Regions from separate parts of the Mus musculus genome. Here all the other regions are linked to region 2. A link is a contact called in public promoter capture Hi-C data. All regions are on one chromosome and are shown on one strand. Each heading gives the region's core, a stretch centred on a gene start, on an enhancer-like site or on the middle of the called end of the contact. The rest is flanking DNA. Distances are from core to core; before and after follow the strand shown. Region 1 overlaps Acad11 (acyl-Coenzyme A dehydrogenase family, member 11). Region 2 holds the start of Aste1 (asteroid homolog 1). Region 3 holds the start of Acpp (acid phosphatase, prostate).

The links. Promoter capture Hi-C pulls out the DNA fragments that hold promoters and counts their contacts.
Region 1: a promoter capture Hi-C map of liver shows a contact between it and region 2, with 3 times the contacts expected there. The contact joins the enhancer-like site here to the promoter of Aste1 in region 2. A contact is called at or near these places in 10 of 39 promoter capture datasets (the 3T3-L1 cell line, the C10 cell line, embryonic stem cells and 5 more), 1 of 115 datasets of contacts at active chromatin or transcription factors (embryonic limb bud) and 2 of 9 other capture datasets (adipose tissue and liver).
Region 3: a contact with region 2 is called in a promoter capture Hi-C map of trophoblast stem cells, with 6 times the contacts expected there. The contact joins the promoter of Acpp here to the promoter of Aste1 in region 2. A contact is called at or near these places in 11 of 39 promoter capture datasets (the 3T3-L1 cell line, cranial neural crest, embryonic stem cells and 7 more), 2 of 484 Hi-C or Micro-C datasets (cerebellum and cortical neurons), 7 of 115 datasets of contacts at active chromatin or transcription factors (differentiating embryonic stem cells, embryonic forebrain, embryonic stem cells and 3 more) and 4 of 9 other capture datasets (adipose tissue, liver, macrophages and 1 more).

What each region holds. Positions count from the first base shown.
Region 1 is chr9:104,085,864-104,089,994 of GRCm38.p6, forward strand. All of the region lies in intron 9 of Acad11 (acyl-Coenzyme A dehydrogenase family, member 11), which reads left to right. Among named protein-coding and RNA genes, the nearest start is that of Acad11, 24 kb to the left of the region's middle. Within about 2 kb of position 2,853, at least 46 of the 459 cell types and tissues checked have an H3K27ac peak or open chromatin away from gene starts, as enhancers often do. A contact at or near this core is called in adipose tissue and liver, where this site is marked.
Region 2 is chr9:105,392,586-105,396,721 of GRCm38.p6, forward strand. It overlaps Aste1 (asteroid homolog 1), which reads left to right and starts at 2,777. Exons shown (of 5, transcript NM_025651.5): 1 at 2,777-3,080; 2 at 3,960-4,136. The coding sequence starts at 3,978. Nek11 (NIMA (never in mitosis gene a)-related expressed kinase 11) reads right to left here and starts at 2,702. Exons shown (of 16, transcript NM_172461.3): 1 at 2,611-2,702; 2 at 264-575. The coding sequence starts at 436.
Region 3 is chr9:104,334,692-104,339,113 of GRCm38.p6, forward strand. It overlaps Acpp (acid phosphatase, prostate), which reads right to left and starts at 3,031. Exons shown (of 11, transcript NM_207668.2): 1 at 2,852-3,031. The coding sequence starts at 2,968.

The DNA.
Region 1 (4,131 bases), core at 1,603-4,102, 1.3 Mb before region 2:
AGTCCATCTGATTCTTATGAATGCACACTTAGTCAGAGCCTGCCCACCACATGCCCGTGCCTGCAACCAGCCCAAGATTCCAAGGACAAGCCTAGATTGGCAGAGGGAAGAGAGGGGCTTTCTCTTTCATCTGTAAATGCTTTCTCTTTCATCTGTAAATGTGACACTGCAGCAGGGAAGGGAGGGGTCAGAGTGAGGTTGCAGTGCCTCTGAGCCCAGTGCCACTCAGCTGTTAAAATATGTGCGAAGAGTTCACAGTAAACATAAAAACAAACAAAACCCAGGCAGACTGTAGAAAGTGAAGGTTGTCCAAGCTTGTGTGGTAAGGACAGCCACTTGGTGTTGGCAGAGCTTTTAAATCTATGTTCCCACATTGATGGCATGCACTATGTCTTCATTCAAGTACTTGTAACAACCTGTGTAGTTTTATCCTGTAGATGATCAGAACAGTTCATCCCCAGCTGCAGGACATAATTTGGAATGATCTGTAGAGAAGTAAATAGATTTTCTCAAAATAAAAGAGGGAAAACATTAAATTTTTTTCAATGTTATTACAACTGAGGTGCCAAACCAAAATGGGCGTGTCTAGAAAATAATATTCTGTCATGCACTGCAGCAGCGTCTAACATTGTGTACCTTGAGCTACTGAAATTCTTGGTGGCTTTTTGTTTATATTTTTATGTATTTTCCATAACAAGAAAAAAAATAAGATTGGCAGGGCTATTTCTGTGAGCTTTTGGAACTCCCCAGGTAGCCTAAAATGAACACATAACCCATCTCTGAAACTGTACCACGCCAGTTCTTCCTTTTGAAAACCAGTGAAGAACACTAGCACTCCGATTCGGGCAGAACAAGCAACATGGTGTAGGGGGCACACACAGGCCATAGTGGTGACGTTACCAGAGTTCAAGGGAGTCTCTTCATGGTCACCAGATGATACGGGTAAATGCAGGGACCCTTGTGGAGTTCCTGGTCTCATTATTAAAAGACTTTAAGAAGTGGACTCAAATGGAAGCTTGGGGGCAGTGTTATTATACCTACAAAGGAAGGGACCCATGGCAGTCACGTTCTAAGTCTCAGGAGCTTCTCAGAGGGGAGAAGAAAAGCTAGGCCATGACACACTTAAGGAATAATTAAAGTCACCACATGGCACCGGACAGCCACATGGCAGGGAGGGAGGCTGTAGACAGAGAAGAGTAAGGAAACAATGTGCCAGAAAAAGTGGCCAGCATCCAAAGTGAAGGAACGGGGAAAGTTGAGTCAGAAAGATGGGCAGACCAAGCTAAACCCCAAGGTGGCTCAGCTCACGGGAATCTGGGCTAGGGGCAGTTAATTCTTGGAAGGAAAAGTATAGTATTTCATGAAAGGAGTAATTAGTAGTTACTCCTCCTATCTCTTTAGCATGGCTTAAGATGAACCCACCCTTCTCGGGCATGTAAACACAGGTAGGATTTGGTTCTCAGAACTGTAGCGTCATAATGAGGTAGGCAGAATGAGGACACCATAAACATCTTCCCTAATATACTCATTACCAAACACAATGAATGGCACTGACCTTCTATGGCCCCCTAGGAACAGGCATAATATGCAGCCCCAAACAGAAAGCCTAGCGATTTCCCTGACAGATGTGACAAGCGCCCTCCATCCTGGAGCCTTTGAAAGTGCGAGCCTCTGCCTTGTACATTGCTGGACCCCAGACAAGCCTTGCTTCCCTAAAAGGAACATGGTAGTCAATTGCCAAAAGCAGTGTAGTTTGGGAGAATAATCTACAATAACCTGATGATTCACACCAAAAGCTTTGACAGTTCCCATGACCTTTAACCCCATGATTCTTTTAGCTGACGTGTAGAGAGAGTAGTTGATAAAGAGATGCTGTAAGTATTTATAACTGCATCTCTAAGCTTTTGTAGAACTATCATCCCCTATTTCTATTGTACTCTTTCAGTTGTACAAAGCAGAGGTTACTATTCGGCCTGAACAGTGTAATTTAGACTTTCCCACTTTGTTATTACTTTATCGTTCATTCTTGCAACTCAGATGTTTCTCTTGGAGCCGAGCTGCTTTGCTGAGAGTCTGCGGGAGCTTTTGTGGCTGCCCTTTGGTTGGTGTTTGCTTTGTTTTGTTTTTGAGGGGATAGGTAGTACCTTGCCTATTGATGATACTTTTATTTTGTCCTAAATCTTTAATGTTTTGAGACAGGGTCTCCCTAATTAGTTCAGTCTGGCCTCAAACTCATGATCCTCCTGCCTCAGCTTCTCGAGGGCTAAGATGATAGGTACGGGTGCCGCCACCAGCAGCAGCAGCAGCCAACAGTTTGGGATATGAATTCCAGGTTGTTAATTACTTTCTCTCAGGAGTTGAAGATTTCACCCTTCAGTTTCCTTTTGACCTTGTAATTACATTTGTTCATTTATTTGGGGGGGTTGGTATGCATATTGAAGTCGGATCTGCGGGATCGAACTCTGGTCACCGCCAGTCTTGGCAGCAAGTACCCTTCCCCTCTGAGCCGTCTCACTGTCCTCTCCCATTGCTAGCTTCATGGTTGCCGTGGAAGTAAGCACTCAGTCTCCTGGGTCCGGCATATCCTTTTTCACTCACACTTTTCTTCTCTCAAGTTTCTGAACTAAGTAATTGCTTTAGCTCTTCCTGCCGTGTTGTTCAGTTCTCCATAGTCTAACTTTGGAGAGTGTGAAAAATGTCCAGAGAGCCCTTAAAGAAGAAAGGCCCAGACTCAACAAAGGACTGTAGGTGCTCGCCTGCTCTGTTGGTCCCCAGGGCCTCCCCGGGGGGCAGGAGAAGCTTCCGGTCCCACCAGCCTTTAAGAAGCTGTACTGGAGCTTGCCAGCGGTAGCCTTCTTACGGTTCATTGCCAAGGCTTCCGTTTCCTTGGCTTGCTTCCCAAGTTTGTTTTAGTAGCCCATTGTCAATCTTGTAATTCCTTTCTTTCTTTTTGGAATCTACTCACCACAACTATTTTATGCTGTGAATGTAAGCAATATCTGTGGCTGTAAGGAAACACGGCTGTTTTGCTGATTCTTGCCTGTGGTGGCTGGTTTCCTGCAGCGATTAGGGATTTTTCAGGATGGACTGTGGAGTGAATTCTTTTTTTTTTTTTTTTTCTGAAGGAGTCACATGAGTTTTTGTACCAAACTCTTTCCTCTAGAAGGGCTGGTTTAGTTCTGGACAGCTGTTTGGGGCCACTGCTGGCAGGACATTGTAAACTTAATTTGGGTGTGAGGTTTGAGGGCCGCTCAGGTCTGGCATTTAGATCCCAGGCTTGGATGAAGGCAGGTTTCTGAGCCTGACATTTCTCTCTTCTGTTTCACTGCAAACGGAGAGCTGTGTGAAGGCTTTCTCCCCAGGCTGTGCCTCCAAAGGTGCAGATTTTCTGTGTGTTTCTCTGTTCTATTTGTTCCCTCCTTGGGTTTCACTTCTCAAGCCTCCTGGCTTTGATGGAACCAAAGTTCCAAATGCTCTGTCCAGCCCCTGGCCTTATCATGAGCCTGTGCCCGACTGATGTGGCCCATTGAGAACCAAGGCCTAGGTCAGCCTCCATAGCCCAGAGGACAAACTTTAGTTCCCATCCTCCTGCCTGCCTGAAGGATGAAGCTGTTTTGTTGTTTTCTTCCAGAACAACTGTGCATTACTTAATATATCTTCAACTGGTAACACTTCACCCAGCCTTTTTTTTTTTTTTTTTTTTTTTTTTTGAGACAGGGTTTCTCTGTTTAGTCCTGGCTGTCCTGGTAACTCACTTTGTAGGCTGGCCTTGAACTCTGAAATCTGCCTGCCTCTGCCTCCCGAGTGCCGGGATTAAAGGCCTGTGCCACCACACCCGGCCTCACCCAGCCTTTTTAGTTGAGAGGTTTCTATGCCCACTGTGTACCATGTTGCTGGAGACAGAATATGTAAACCTTGGGAATCAGATTATTACTGTCTATTACTGTCTAATATCGAGGCAGAATAATTTTTTTTGTTTGGTTTTTCAAGACAGGGTTTCTCTGTGTAGCCCTGGCTGTCCTGGAACTCACTTTGTAGACCAGGCTGGCCTCGAAGTCAGAAATCTGCCTGCCTCTGCCTCCCGAGTGCCGGGATTAAAGGCCTGTGCCACCACGCCCGGATCAGAATAAT
Region 2 (4,136 bases), core at 1,527-4,026:
TCCCAAGTGCTGGGATAAAAGGCATGCGCCACCACTACCCAGTTTTTATTTTTATAATCTTATTTGGGGCTAGGAGTATAGTTCAGTTTTTAAAAGCAAAGCCCTGTGACTTCAAGTAAAATGGAGGTGGGGCATCTATACAGAAATTTGTGAAGCCCTTTTCTGTTTGTAAGTTTCCTGTTTGATACAGAGTACAGATCAGATGTGACTCCGTGTTCTAAAGCAGCCTGTGGCTACGCACACATGCGCAGTTTATTACTTACAGCTCCTCTCCAGGTTTGGCTTTCTTGTCTGACACCAGATAGACAGTTCCAAAACTTCCACTGCCAAGTTTCTGCTGAAGAACATATCTTCTTGCAATCAAAGCGGTCGGGTACATGGGGATGACTGTGGGTCTTCTGCCCACACACTTCGCAGTCTCTTGGAATTTCAGCATTGCTCCAAACAAGATAAAACTGGCTTGTTCATTCACAGAAACAACAGTTGGGCATCCGAGCTGATGTTTGAAAAGTCAAACGGGAAGTGTTGATTGATGCCAGATATATGGGAACTCCACAAATCGTGTCTAAAAGCAACTACAAGATTCCCACAAAAAAAAAAGTATAAGCTTTTGGCAATGATACCTGCAGTGTATCTTGTGTTATCACACCAGCTAATGCTCGTGCTCTCTCTCTCTCTCTCTCTCTCTTTCTCTCTCTCTCTCTCTCTGTGTGTGTGTGTGTATGTGTGTGTGTATGTGTGTGCATGTGTTTTGTAGGATGAAAGGAAATACAGTAAATTCCAGAAGGCACTCTCTCATAGAAAAAGAGCCTTCCTTATACATGCAACTTTATCACAATAGTTTAGAGCCACATTTTTACTGACTCCTGAAATGTGTATTTGTTTTATGATTCATATTTTGTTAGATATTTATACTCCCCATCGACTTAAAAACCAATGCGAACCCAGGGCCATGGCTTCCCCTAATGCACACATAGGCCAACTCCCTGGTGATGCTTTCCTCCCTCTCAGTCTGCTTTGACTCAGCACAGAGTAAATTGGGGTTAAACCCTGATTAGCATATTCTGCTTCCCTTTGCTTTTTGCCCATGTCAACTTTAAATCACAGTTTTGGGGTGTCTGTTTGCTAGACTAGCTATGTGGAAGGATATCAATTCAGTGCCCCCCCCCCATCTTAAGCAAGATCTGATTCCATTTCTATTGTACACACTGGGTACAGAGCTATCTCCTGGATTAGAAGTAAGGACATGCACCTCAGACCTAAGACTGCGTTTTAAAGCTAGCTGACTCTAAGTGTAGTACAGGTGAAGCCACAGTTCCTGAGGGAGCTATGAAATGTTATGAATGGCAGAACTGTCCCATGAGAAAGTATTCCACAAAACACACTCTTACTCCATTCCATCAAAGTGTTGAATGTTTTATTGAAAACTGTGCTTTTGTTTAAAATCTACATGAAAATAGGACTTTACGCTGAATACTATGTACACCTTGGCATTAGGTTTTCATATTCAGCAATTCTAAAACAACGAGAAAAAAATAGTGTTATAGTGTTGACCTGTGGGCTCAACATTTACCACAAAACCTACAAGGACACTCAAACAGAAAAAAAAAAACTGCAAAACATAAAACCTATTTGTAATTTTGTCTTCTTTAAATAATGTACTAATCTGTGGTTTGATCTAGTCCCAGTGAGAGCAATGCCCCTCTCCTCAAGGAAACGTTACTAAAATCTGCAGAATCTAAAGAATAGGTCCTAAAAGGTACCTTCTGTTTGCTTCTTTGACTGGCATAAAAGTGGTGATTTCTAGATAAACTAGGCTGTTCAAAAAAAAAAAATGGCCTCTCTGTCGCCTTTCAGATCACTAATAATAATTCTCAATGTGGAGAGGCGATTAAAGTCCCCACTTAGTAAAGAGCTGAACTCAAGATGGAGGACCAAAGCTTCTATTTGTAATGGAGTAATAAACCCAGCAGTGTGTGAGCAGCCTCTCCAGGCTCATCACACAGAATCAGCTCTGTCGCCCTCATCTCAGTTGGTATCCATGGAATGTACACACACTGCAGGCTGGATCTGAACCTAGGGCAGAGGATGAACTTGGGTGCTAGGGACACAGGTTATGCTTGTATCCCTGGGGCCTAGCTAACAGCTGACATACAGTTGTTAGCAAACGTTTGGAGAGCGAAGAAAGATCCAGCATACCAAATGTGACCCAAAGACAAGTAAAGGAAAGAAAACATAATAGGAACTAGAAGAAAGCTGAGAGACGCCCACTTTGTGCTAACCATCCCTGGGGTACCCATCCCGCTGGGGCAGGTAAAGAGAAAGTCAAGTGTTTACCGATGGTAAGAACTGAGTGGTTTATGTCCATGTCAAAAAACCCAAAAAACTAGGAAGCTGTTTTGACCTGAGGTTCTGCTAACTAAATCTGACCTGAGAAGTAAACTCTAACCCTGAGGTAAAACGAAAAAACTTGTCTCTTCAACAAATAAACCTTAAGTTTTTCGCGGAGCGCGTGAATGTATATCGAGGAGCAGGGCGCTTAGTCTCCCGAAGGGGAATGCGGTCCAGGGGCTGTGGGACCCGGCTGCCCGAGAGATCCACTTTCATTACCTTTACAGGTCCCCAGCCTGCGGCGCCCGGCCAAGCCTCCGTCAGCCTAGAGCTCGCTGCCTCGGAGGGCGTGGTTGTTTAACATCGTCGCCACGGAGACGGCGCGGGGGCTGCTGGGAAGTCGACGTTCCGGCGTCCAATCCAACGGAAGCGCGCCGGACCCTTCGAGGCGTGGCGAAGCGAGCAGGGTGAGGAGGCGGCCGCAAGTGTGAGAGGAATGGCTCAACCTCTCACACCAAGTTCCCACCACCCGGCCCGAAAGCATTTTCTCCTCCAGGGAGAGCCCTCAGCTTCTCGGAGCCAGGCTTCCCAGTGACGTCGTTCGCAGCACTTCCTGTTTCCGCTCGCGGTCTTCCACGCACCCGCGGGTCTGCCGTTTCTCCCCGGGATCCTACCTGCTGCTGCTGGTGAAGTGAGCCGGCGGTCGGGCGGAAGCAGCCGGCGGATCCGGAGGGCAGGAGCAGGTTGAGGTAGGAAGATTGGTGGTTGAGGAATTAGATCCTACCTTTTCCTGCCCTTTGCTTGCATTCCTTGAGCTACTTCGCTCAAGGTCAAGTCATTAGTTTACAGTGAGTTCGCAGAAACCACATGACAAACCGGGAAAGACATGACGATTCAGAATTAAAAAGTGTTGAGATGTTGGCCGAGGTGGATCTGAGGTGAGATAAAAAATCAAGTGCAATAATGTAAGCTGATACCAAAGGCAAAAAATTCAGGAGGATGCATTTTTTTATGTGGTAGCCCCACAAAAATCAAAATGCAAAAATTCCAAGGTTGGCAAAACTTTCACGATTTTAAACACGGGCAAGGCTGGCAATAGCATCGTGCTAAGCGATATTTGAAGCCAGAGGCGAGGGGGGAAACCAGTAATACTAATCCTATGAGTTGTTAGCCAGATAGGCCATTAGTAAGGGGGTGTAAGAATCCAGTTGAGGTTGAAATTGTATACTTGGGATCCTAGAAGCATAAAGCTGTGTTTTTCCTTAGCTCAAACTACTCTCCAATGTACCCTACACTCAAGACCTGTAACAAGGGTCTAGTTATCCATAAGGAAAAAAAAAATTGGCTCATTATGTGTCTTATGCTGGGTTGTCATTTTTATAGCTTAGGACTTTTGGCCTTGACCCTCACAAAACAGATTTCTTCCTTTATCTCTATATGGGCTGCCATGAGGTGGTGTGGCCTAGATATAAGTTCTGTCTTCCACCTCCAATAATCCAATCAAGCAAAGTTCCTCAACAGCGTATCCTGCAGTTTGGGTCTTGATTGATTCTAGATATACTCAGATTGACAACCAAGAATAGCCATCAAAAAGACCAGCAATTGATTTTTTTTGTTTGTTTCAACAGGGATTTCTGTCGATCATCATGGGTATTCGGGGACTAATGAGCTTTGTGGAAGATTATAGTAATGAATTCTTCGTTGATTTGAAATTGCGGAACACAAAACTTATCATTGATGGCTATTCTCTCTTCCACCGACTTTGCTTCAATTCTGACTTGGAGCTCAGGTATGGAGGAGACTAT
Region 3 (4,422 bases), core at 1,781-4,280, 1.1 Mb before region 2:
AGGAGAGAGCAACTCCCAGGAGTTGTCCTCTGACTTCTCCACATGCTCTGTGGTATGTGTGTGTCTGATGTAGTGCTGGGCTGAGGGTGTTTGTTTTTTGGCTGCTTCCCTGGCGTGTACAAGGCTTTGGATTCATGCATGAGACCTTGGGTTCAGCCCCCCAGCACTACAGAAAACAACCAACCAACCAAAATAAAATAACCATTAAGATAATCATGGGTGACTGACTGTTCACAGGCAAGACCAAGAACCAGGGGCAGCCTTCTTTCCTTTCTGCCAAAAACAGCCTTTCAAAATTAAGAGATTTATTTTTCTTGGATTATGGAGGAAAACAAGGAAATGATTTATAGTGTCTGAGTCAAGGTAATGCTACAAACCATGTAGTCATCTCAGACTAGCTCCAGGTTCTAGGGTATACACACTCAACAAAAACCCGGTCAGGGCAGTGTGGGTTCAAGACTGTTTTTCTATCTGTGTGAACATCATTAAATTGCCTAGCTACTTTTACTTATGCCTCTATCTTGAAAGTAGGATCAAGTTTGGTTGGGTTGTTTATTTGTTTGTTTGTTTGTTTTTGTTTCTGTTTCTGTTTTTTTGAGACAGCATCTCATGTAGACCAGGCTGGCTGGTCTTGCACTAGCTATGAAGAAATTCTGATCCTGCTGCCTCCACCTCCTGAGTAATGGGGTCACTAGATTTTTGGGTATGTATTACCTAGAACTCACTATGTAGACCAGGCTGGCCTGAGATTAAAGGCATGCACCACCATGCCAGACTAGACTTTTTTTTTTTTTTTTTTTTGAGACAGGGGTTTCTCTGTGTAGCCCTGGCTGTCCTGGAACTCACTTTGTAGACCAGGCTAGCCTCAAACTCAGAAATTCACCTGCCTCTGCCTCCCGAGTGCTGGGATTAAAGGCATGCGCCACCATGCCTGGCCCCAGACTAGACATTTTAAAATTTGTTCTCTTACTAATCTTCTGAATTAGCCGGGCAGTGGTGGCACATGCCTTTAATCCCAGCACTTGGGAGGCAGAGACAGGAGGATTTCTAAGTTTGAGGCCAGCCTGGTCTACAGAGTGAGTTCCAGGACAGCCAGGGCTACACAGAGAAACCCTGTCTCGAAAAAACAAGCAAGCAAACAAACAAACAAACAAAAAAATCTTCTGATTCAGAGAAATCTTCTGAGGATTTCTCTGAATGTTCAAGGTTACTATTTATATACAATAGTCTTTACAATCAATCAAAAGAAGAAAATGAGACCTTCTGGCTGATATCATCAGAGAGAAGATGTTTTGCTAAGGCCAAGGAAGATGCATTAAATTGCCCATTGTTTAACATTCCTAGAAGCCGCGGTAGAAAACATAACATTTGCTTTATACAGTGTTGGTTAACTTTTGAGTTGTAAGACAGCTACCTTCGTAGCTTGGTTCTTCTTTAAGGAAGAATTTACCAGCTGGCCACTGACCGTATTTTAACGGAGACCGGAGAGGCAGACAGGAGGGAAAGAAGACCCACAATCTTTGGCAGCCAAGGCAAGTTACCTGGGCTGTGGCTGGGACTCAGAGGGCCACTCTAATGCCTCAAAGAAGGTTGCCTTGAAGCCAGCTGTTTCCGAGCCCAGTATGGCACGACCAACAGAACACAGCCACAATGCCACGGTCCCTATCCTCTTCTAAGGAGCTTGTTGGCAAGGATGCCATGCGTGGAAGGGAAAGAATAACTCGCATAGGTGTTCCTGCAGAAGGTAGGGGGTGTCTTGTTGCTTTATGGACACAAAAGCCACACAGCTGGCAAATGGCTTGATGGGTCTTTGTCTTTCTTCCATTTCGTTCCTGACTCACGACTGGTAAAGATCTACTGTACTAAGAATCATAATTTATGTAAAATTAAAGATTTTTTTTTCTGTAGAAAGAAAAGAATCTCCTGAGTACCTCACCTTGGCAGGAAAGGAACATCATATTTAAGTGCAAACTAAGAGGCGTCCTTCTCTAAGTCATGAAAATCGTTTCTGGGAATTCTCTTGCAGGGAGGAAGAGGAGGTGAATCCTCCTGACTTTGAAAATGCACTTCCCATATATTTTTTTAAAGAATTATTTATTGATTTTATGTATATAAGTACACAGTACCTGTCTTCAGACACACCAGAAGAGGGCATCAGATCCCAACAGACGGTTGTGAGCCACCATGTGGTTGCTGGGATTTGAACTCAGGACCTCTGGAAGAGCAGTCAGTGCTCTTAACCATGGAGCCATCTCTCCAGCCCTTTCCCATATGTTTTTTTTTTTTAACACCCGACTGTATATAATTTTTTCCTTGACAACAGGCAAGTCACAGATCTCTTCTTTTCATGGCTTGTCTCAGTTACCATATGCACGGAAAATCATGGTTTTAATGGTCAACTGAATCTTTTATCTGATAGTCACTCTGAAACTCTGTTCAGTTTGTCTTTTGTGCTATCAAACACATAACTACAGGCATATGTTCCAGAGTCATGATAAACACGAGAGACTTGACTTCAGAAACTGACTGGTCCTTGGTTTGCGAACTAATGATCACTGAATGGAAAGAGGCCAGGCTAGCTCCTGAATATCTGAACTGTGCTCTACGCTGCCTGTTCTCCTGAAGTAACCTGTCAGTCCGAAGGCATTGGACTTGAGGGCAGCTGTAAAGGAACAGTACCATCGATAGCACGTGAGACTGTTGTTGTCTTTAAAACAAACTCGTGCGACTCCTCACTTTCTGAGTCTGAACAGTGCCTGCCCTCAGGCAGACAGCAGAGAGGAAACACGAAAGGCAACACTTAACCAAGTGTTCTCGGAACAGGAAAAACAATGAGAAAAGGTGTACTTACCAATGTCACAAACTTCAACTCCTTGGCTTGGCCTGGGTCCAGGCAGAGAGAAAGCAGGAGCAAGAAGCCAAGGCTGAGGCTTGCTGTCCGGCTCAGGGGCAGAGGAACGGCTCGCATGGTCGGGGAGAGAGCTGCTTTGGGCAGCCTTAGGAGGTGCTGCACTTCAGAAGCCTTCGGGAGGGAAGTGCCTATTTAATCAAAAGATTGACAGGAAGGCGGAGCCACATTCTTCCCTATTAGGATTGCAAGGAGGGTGGGGCAGAGCTTAGCATGCAAATAATGCCAGGTCGTCTGTGAGTTTCTTCAGAGCAGCCTCCTCCACTTCAATTAGGAGCCAGAGCAGGCGTAACTCAAGACCTCAGGCTCCTGCCCAGCCTTCTCTTTTGCTTTCCGGGCACATCTTTATCTTTTCCACAGCCGGATGGTGATGCATAGCCTTTGGGAAGAAATTCCCCCTGCCTCTGGAAGGTTTAGGATTCAGCTCAGTGTGTGTGTGAGGAAGCCTCAGTAGTGGGCATGTATCGACAGGAGGAAGCTCGTTCCCCTGCCAAACGCGGTGTCTGGTCTTAAACTCTCATGGAGCCAATAAAGGTGTTTTAAAGTGGCAGGAGAGGGAGGTCAAGGATACACAGAAGATTTCTCTTCATGCCTGAAGGCATCTGGGATCATTGGGATCATTCGCAGCAACGCAAAGCTGGGTTTGGAGGCCCTGTAGAAAATACACACAAGCAATCACAAAAAGCTCACAGCGTCCTCCGCCCCGACTCCCAGCTCCTGTGACTGAACTCCTTGGGTCACAAATCAAAACCAAATAGCAACAAAGGGACAATCTGTCAATATGACAATCGGGATTAACTTGAGCGGGAGGGTAAGATAGGTACGGAAGTGAATTTGATAGAGATGCATTATGCACACGTATGAAAAAGGCGCAGTGAGACCCATTAAGACGTGCAACCAACATGCTAATAACATACCTTAACAAATGAAAGCAGAAAACAAACAAGCAAAGCCAAAGAAACCCACACTGCTTTGCTGTTGACAGTCTCGAACTTCGGTGATGACCCTTTCCTTCTGAGGAAGACACGCCCTTGACTCTCTAGCCATGACCTCACTGGGACTCTATGAAAGATGGTATGCACTGAAGAAACTTGGCTTCCTGGTTTTTTTTTTTTTTTTTCTCATTCTGGCAGTCTCCTCGATACAGGAAACAACATCGGCCGGAGAGGCACAGTGAGAATCTGCAGGTGATGTGGGCGGAGTGACCCGCTGTGATGTTTCAGCCCCAAGGACAGAGAGAGAACAATGGTTTGCCCAAAACATCCTCAGCATTTTCATTAAATTTACCTGGACGGCCCCGGTTGTATCGCGGTGTGGTCATAGGAAGCCCTGGAAGGCGGTGTGTGGGAAAGCTGTGGTTCTTATGGTATGGGGAAGTAAGAATTTGTGTATGTGTGGTAGGATTATGCATTTAGAGGGACATTTGGTCTTTTCTTTGCCAGTTGTAGTCTCCATCAAATAGTTCCATTATGATCTTCACCCAGTGGGAGGCTGAGAAGAAGAGTGCACGGCAA